Linked DNA regions of Oryctolagus cuniculus: region 1 is linked to region 2. Evidence: chromatin contacts called from public Micro-C data. All regions are on one chromosome and are shown on one strand. The core of a region is the stretch at or near the end of the contact, and the rest is flanking DNA. Distances in the headings are between cores, read along the strand shown.

Region 1 (3,165 bases), core at 596-3,095, 360 kb after region 2:
TTACTACAGAGCAGCCATCATGCAAAGTATAATTTTTTGTAATCTGTCATTGATGGCAGAGGAGAAAATAATTTAGGATTTCGGTGCTGTGTACACGTATCTTGGGATGCCTGAATGCACTGTGGGCGTACACTGGCTCAAGTAGGTGGGCCCTTCTGTTCTGGGAGATGAAGATTCAGTTTGTGGCTTCAGCTTGTCTACTGTTGGTTTGTGGTCATTAGAGTGAACACATGGATGGGTGATGTGTATCTAATTTTTAAGAAAACGAGTTTTGCCAGTAGGCAAGCTCGAAAAGTAGTTTATGTTTGGAATGTTTTATAATGGTTATTTTCTCTGATAATGGGTAACAGCTGTATTTTAGAATGAACATTACATCACAAAATGTTTGCAGCATGTGATTTTGAGGAACACAGACTTAACATTTTTCACTTTCAAAATAGCACCAATCCTACAGAGTTGAATTGTGTGAATAGGATCAGTGGAAGGGGCTGGGTATCCTAGAAATTCCAAAGTTTGGATTAATAGAATCAGGTTTCAAGAAAGACACAAACTCTGCTTTATCATATCACCCTGCCTCTTCAGTTAACAAGATCTTTATGCTGGATAATGGGCAGATCGAATAGCAAAATAATGCCTCTAAGATACAGGCTAGTCAAAGATGATTTTATTGTACACACGCTGGGACTGATGGGAAGTGTAGCTGTAGTGGGGAGCCATTGCCCTGGTTAGCAACGGATCCCCATTCCAATGGCCATGAATGTGCCAAACGTGCCGCCACTCTGCATCATGGTTTTCCCAATGCCGCCCATCAGCTCGCGACCCCGCATTCCGATCCTGAGGAGGAAACCAGGATGGGGACATTTGGGAACAAAAATTTTTGACCATTTGTTCGTTTCCACTCTGGTAATATATTGAGCCCTGTTAAAATCTAGACATCTCTATCTTAAATCCGATCTCTTTCCATCTAGGGTAATAAGAAGAAAGATCCATTAGTGTCTACAGGACATTCTTAGGGCCAACTGCCTGTAGTTTACTGGTGGCAGCAGACATGGGGTGAAGTACATGTGCTGATTTTGACTTCAGGCTCTATATGATCCAATAACGACACCTATCTTTAGACACCGTTTTCTGGTATTAGATTTGAGTGAGACCCAGGTTGGAGACTGTTCTGCAAATTCACAGGCTGTATTAGTATTACATTTGCCGGAATGTTTTGACAACTACAGTAGTTTAGCACCAGTAAATCCTCAGTAAACGATAGTTCGTAATGTAGGAAAATGGGAATAACTTTTTCAAGTGGTAAAGTGACTTTCAAGTATGGAGTATATCTGCTTCATCTGTACATCGTTTTCAAAGACAGTAGAGCCGCTTAGCAAGTTTCATTTTGCCCACTCAGAACAGCAGTAGCAACCATTTACTGAGTACTTAATTAATACGTGCCAGATGCTGTGCTTGATTTCTGCCTCTCCCTGAGCTGGTGTTACCGACCTCACCCTACACTTGAAGAGACTCAAGTCTCCAATTTGTCTTAAGTCACCAAACCAGCAGCCGAACGACTCTGGAGCTCAGATTCTTAGGCTCGGACGCCTTGAACCCGAGTCTCCTGGCTGCACGCGGTCAGGACAGCTGGGAACTGGAACGAAGGACGCGCCACTGGGGCTGCGAGCCGGGCGGGTTCCGCGGCGCCGCCCGGAGATTTCCGCTGCGCTCCTCACCTGAGACAGGAGAAGGTGCCGAAAAGCGCCCCGGCCGCCATGCCCACGGCGCAGCCCATCACAAAGCCCATCTTCACACGATCGAAGCAGCTTGGCTGCGATTGTCCGTAGGGACCCACGGCCACCGGCATCTGCGGAATGCGAGAGAGGAAAGTGCGGGCCTAGCCGCCAGCCCGGGAGTCGGGCAGGGCGGGGAGCGGGCCCAGGGGTTCGGGGAAGTCAAAGGAGGGGAATCAGCGCGCTGCCCGCCTCCACCACCATCTTCGCGTTCGGGCTCCCGCGTCGCGCGGTCGCGGGGCTCACACGGCCCCTCCTCACCTCGCTCGCGGCCTCGGTCGCTCAGCAGTACGTCTCACACGGGAAGCAGGGCGGGGCGCGCGCGTGGCCCGAGGAATCGCTTCCGGTGCGCGAGGCAGCACTTCCGGGAGCCTGGGGCCGAAGTCGGCCGCCGCTCCAGGTGGTGGGCTCGGCCGCCGCGACCATGCTGCTGCGATCCGCCTGGCGGCGGGCGGCCTCGGCGGTGACCGCGGCCCGAGGGGCGAGGCCTGCGGTGCCCACCCGGGAGCTGCGCCTGCGCGGTACGCTCCTGGGCTCTTCGCTGCCACTCTCCCTGGAGGCGCGCGTCTTTGCCCCTGGGCGCCACTACGCACTTGGATATTCTGGAACCTCCTTGTCCGGCCCGGCTGCCTTAGAGCCTCTGCCCTTTGCCGTCCGCCGCGCTCAGTCTGTCTGCGCAGCAGACCTGGACAGCCTACGAGGCTCGTCCTTCGGACCGCCCCAGCCGTCTTTTGGAGACGCGGTCCGCGGCTTCTTCCCAGCCCGCTACCTCACCTGCTCTGTCTCCGCATTCCTTCTACGGGGCTTTACCCTTGAGAGTTCTTCTCACTCCCAACCAGGGAATTTAAATATCGCCCCAGCATCTTCCTCCAAGAACCGGCTCCCGCCTTACCCCTTACCACCTTTCAGAGGGTCCCGAGCTTCTCTGATGCTGTGTTCCTTCCCTTCCCGTTTGACCCCGGCATCGCTCGAATTTACCACCGCCTTCATCCCGCTTTCACCTCCCGCCCTGACGGCAGCCCGGCGTCCTCCGCCGCAGGCTCTCACTTGGCCGCTCCGTTCCTTCTGTTTTTCTGACAGTGGCGGACCATGCTCCCTCAGGCACAGCCGCTGCTCCGGAGGTGGAGGCAGTGCTGCGACCTCTCTATATGGATGTGCAAGCTACAACTCCTCTGGTAAGAAGGGAGCGGCAGCTTTCCCCAGGGCTGTCCACAGGAAGTGAGCAGTGGAAGTGACAGTGCCCAGAAATCGCTGGATTCTTGTAGACGTGAGAGCCCTTTGAGATGTGCCGGCAAGTGCCTCCAGCCGGGACTCAGGAGGCTTAAACCGCAGTCCACGAGAAGTGGCTCTGCCGTTGGATTTAGGCAGGCAGGGCAGGCACGATGGAAGTGGT
Region 2 (2,844 bases), core at 290-2,789:
GGATAACAGAAGCAACCAACGTGGCCGACTCAGCCACCCAGCGGCCTGCACCAGGGGCCGAGCCCCGACCCCCGACCCTGCAGCCTTTGCAGACCACCGGGGCCTAGAGACACGTGGGCGCCCAGCTACGTTCACACCATGCACCAGCAGTGACACCTGAATGCAGCCCAGGACCACGGAGCTCCCTGTCCCACTGGAGGGGCCGCTGTCCTCTGCTGTCCCTGTCTCTGCCGCAGCCAGTTTGACAGTCAAATGTCAACAGTCCGCCCCCAATTCCAGCAGGCGGCCTTATGGAAAGAGCGAGACAGATCTGGGTTCAAATCCCAGCCCCACAACTTCCTTTATTTAGTAGAAGACAACGGGGCAGAGGCGGAGAGCTCGGGTTACGGCGTCTCTGCTTCGGTCTTCTCTTCTACAAAGCCTGTCTCACCTGTCACTCAGGCACAGGATGAGACAGACAGGAGCTGGCTCTGCTCTGGAGGAGGCAGCCGCTGAGTGACAGCTGTGGTGCTAGTCTTATTTATTTATTAATTTATTTGAAACACTTACTTATTTATTTGAAATGCAGAGTTACAGAGAGCGAGGGAGAGACAGAGAGACAGAGATCTTCCATCTGCTGGTTCATTCCCCAAATGGCTGCAACAGCCAGGGCTGGGCCAGGCCAAAACCAAGAGCCGGGAGCTTCTTCCTGGGCTCTGGTGTGGGCCACCCTCCACTGCTCTCGCAGGCCATTAGCAGGGTGCTGGATTGGGGGAGCAGCCGGGATTGGGACTGCAGCGTCCCGGGTGGTGACTCTATCTGCCACACCACGGTGCCAGCCCTGGTCATTCGAATCTGTAATGCCACGATCAGGAGATGCGTGACCGTGGTGTTTCAGCAGACGGCAGGAACTTGCCTTGGTCTGAGTTCCAGCTCGCTCAGTTCCCTTCAGGAATCTCTGGGTGTGAAAGCTGACCAGGGCCCCACTGTACAGACAATGGAGTCGAAACCCAGCTCAAGGTCATGGGGCAAATTCACGAGAGCGCTGAGCTATACCCCAGATCTCTTGATTTCCCCCAGCCTTAGTCCCGGGGGCCAGCTAACTGCCCAGTGCCACGTTTGTACGCGGACTTGAGGGGAGGGGACGGTGACCTTTTGGGTCCCAAATACCAAAATGTAGCTGACCTCAGCCAGAACGGGACAGGGGCAACCTCGCGGCAAGCCAGGCCAGAGGCAGGGTGGTGCCCCGTGCCGGCGGACCAGGCCAACTGGGCCGGCAGCCAGAGTGGCGCCGTCGGCACAGCTCAGGGCCCTCTCACCCGCCACATAATAAAGTAATTATGGGATTAGGGATAAAATTAGTCACTTGTGTAATTATTTTCCTAAGAACAAGAGCAGAAAGGGCCTTTTTACAGAGCTGCTCCTTGGCCCTCCCGAGAGTATTCAAGCAGAGATGCAGATGAGCACGCGCGCGCACACACACACACACACGTGCACGTGCACGTGCACACAGCAAGGGCAGTACATGGAGGGGGCACTGGCCCTCCGTGGCAGGGCCTCCCAGAGGGTCTCTCTCCCCAGTGTTTGCCTCACTGAACACCATCGCAAGTCCACTGCCTCCCTGCCGGGCCCCTGCCCGCGGAGTCCTGTGGGACAGTCCCCAGCCACAGCGTCTCAGGCCCAGGCTGCCCCGCGTCCCCTTGATCTTGGGGGCTGCTGACACAACAGCGGCAGGACCTAGGGGTCCACTAAACCCAGAGCCATCCCTAGCATTGGCCACCGTGCTAAGCAGCATGTCCAGGTCCTTGTGCCCAGAACCTGTGAAAGGGTCCCCCCACAGGACCACAGGGAGTCAGCGGGTGCGACCCGTGAAGCACTTTGAGAGGGTGAGACAATCTCAGATCGTCCAGACAGAACCACTGCGATCACAGGGTCCTCGGAAGACAAAGAGGGAGGCAGGGGAGGCAGAACCAGGGACGTGACAACAGAAGCAGAGAGTGGGGACCGGCGCTGTGGTATAGTGGGTAAAGCCGCTACCCGCAGTGCCGGCATCCCATACAGACGCCGGTTCGAGTCCCACTGCTCCACTTCCGATCCAGCTCTCTACTAATGGTCTGGGAGAGCAGTGGAGGATGGTCCAAGTGCTTGGGCCCTTGCACCAGCATGGGAGACCCAGAAAAAGCTCCTGGCTCCTGGCTTTGAATCAGCGCTGCTCCAGCTGTTGTGGCCACTTGGGGAGTGAACCAGTGGATGGAAGACCTCTCTCTCTCTGCCTCTCTGTAACTCTGCCTTTCAAACAAAATAAATAAATCTTTAAATAAATACATCGTCAAGAAGCAGCAGCAGAGTGGAAGAAGGCTATGGCCAAGGGACCCGGGCAGCCTCAGAGCCTGCCCTTGCCACTCCACCTGCGCCAGGTTGTCAGCCCCCTAAGGCCGCTTTGCAAACATCCGCCCCCCAGAACCCCAGGGGAACACAGCCGCGTGTGTCGAGCCACTGGGTGTGTGGTGTTTTGTAGCAGCAGCGTCAGGAGCTAACACAGCTGCCTGAGGAGGGAACCAGGGAGTCCACCTGTTCCCGCAGGTTGAAACCCTCAAGGAAACGCCCACCTCAGCCCAGGGAGACCCTGGGGCCCAGAAGCCCTCTGAATATGCCTGCAGGAAGGGGCCTGGCTGGGCCCCCGCTCAGGCTCGCGTGGACGTGGGGCACCCGGGCGCAGGCTGTGTGCTTACCCCGCCACACGGCAGGTGAATCACTGCGCGGCCCAGCCCCCAGCTGAGGAAATCGGCTCAAGGGTTAGAGAAGGGCCTCCGTGAAACTAGGCCGCCCCCTCCGCGCTGTCCCGCCTCCCACCCCAGGGGGAGC

The links. A called contact is a pair of places that touch in the nucleus more often than the background predicts.
Region 1: a Micro-C map of ear pinna shows a contact between it and region 2, with 6 times the contacts expected there. The contact joins the promoter of ROMO1 here to the enhancer-like site in region 2. A contact is called at or near these places in 2 of 6 Hi-C or Micro-C datasets (ear pinna and an unstated tissue).

The regions. Positions count from the first base shown.
Region 1 is chr11:22,507,354-22,510,518 of mOryCun1.1, forward strand. It overlaps ROMO1 (reactive oxygen species modulator 1), which reads right to left and starts at 1,846. Exons shown (of 2, transcript NM_001171498.1): 1 at 1,716-1,846; 2 at 726-834. The coding sequence starts at 1,846. The coding sequence ends at 726. It overlaps NFS1 (NFS1 cysteine desulfurase), which reads left to right and starts at 2,197. Exons shown (of 13, transcript NM_001171334.1): 1 at 2,197-2,293; 2 at 2,853-2,947. The coding sequence starts at 2,197.
Region 2 is chr11:22,146,807-22,149,650 of mOryCun1.1, forward strand. The region is part of intron 2 of EPB41L1 (erythrocyte membrane protein band 4.1 like 1); the gene reads right to left. Among named protein-coding and RNA genes, the nearest start is that of EPB41L1, 38 kb to the right of the region's middle. Within about 2 kb of position 1,540, at least 1 of the 8 cell types and tissues checked has an H3K27ac peak or open chromatin away from gene starts, as enhancers often do. A contact at or near this core is called in ear pinna, where this site is marked.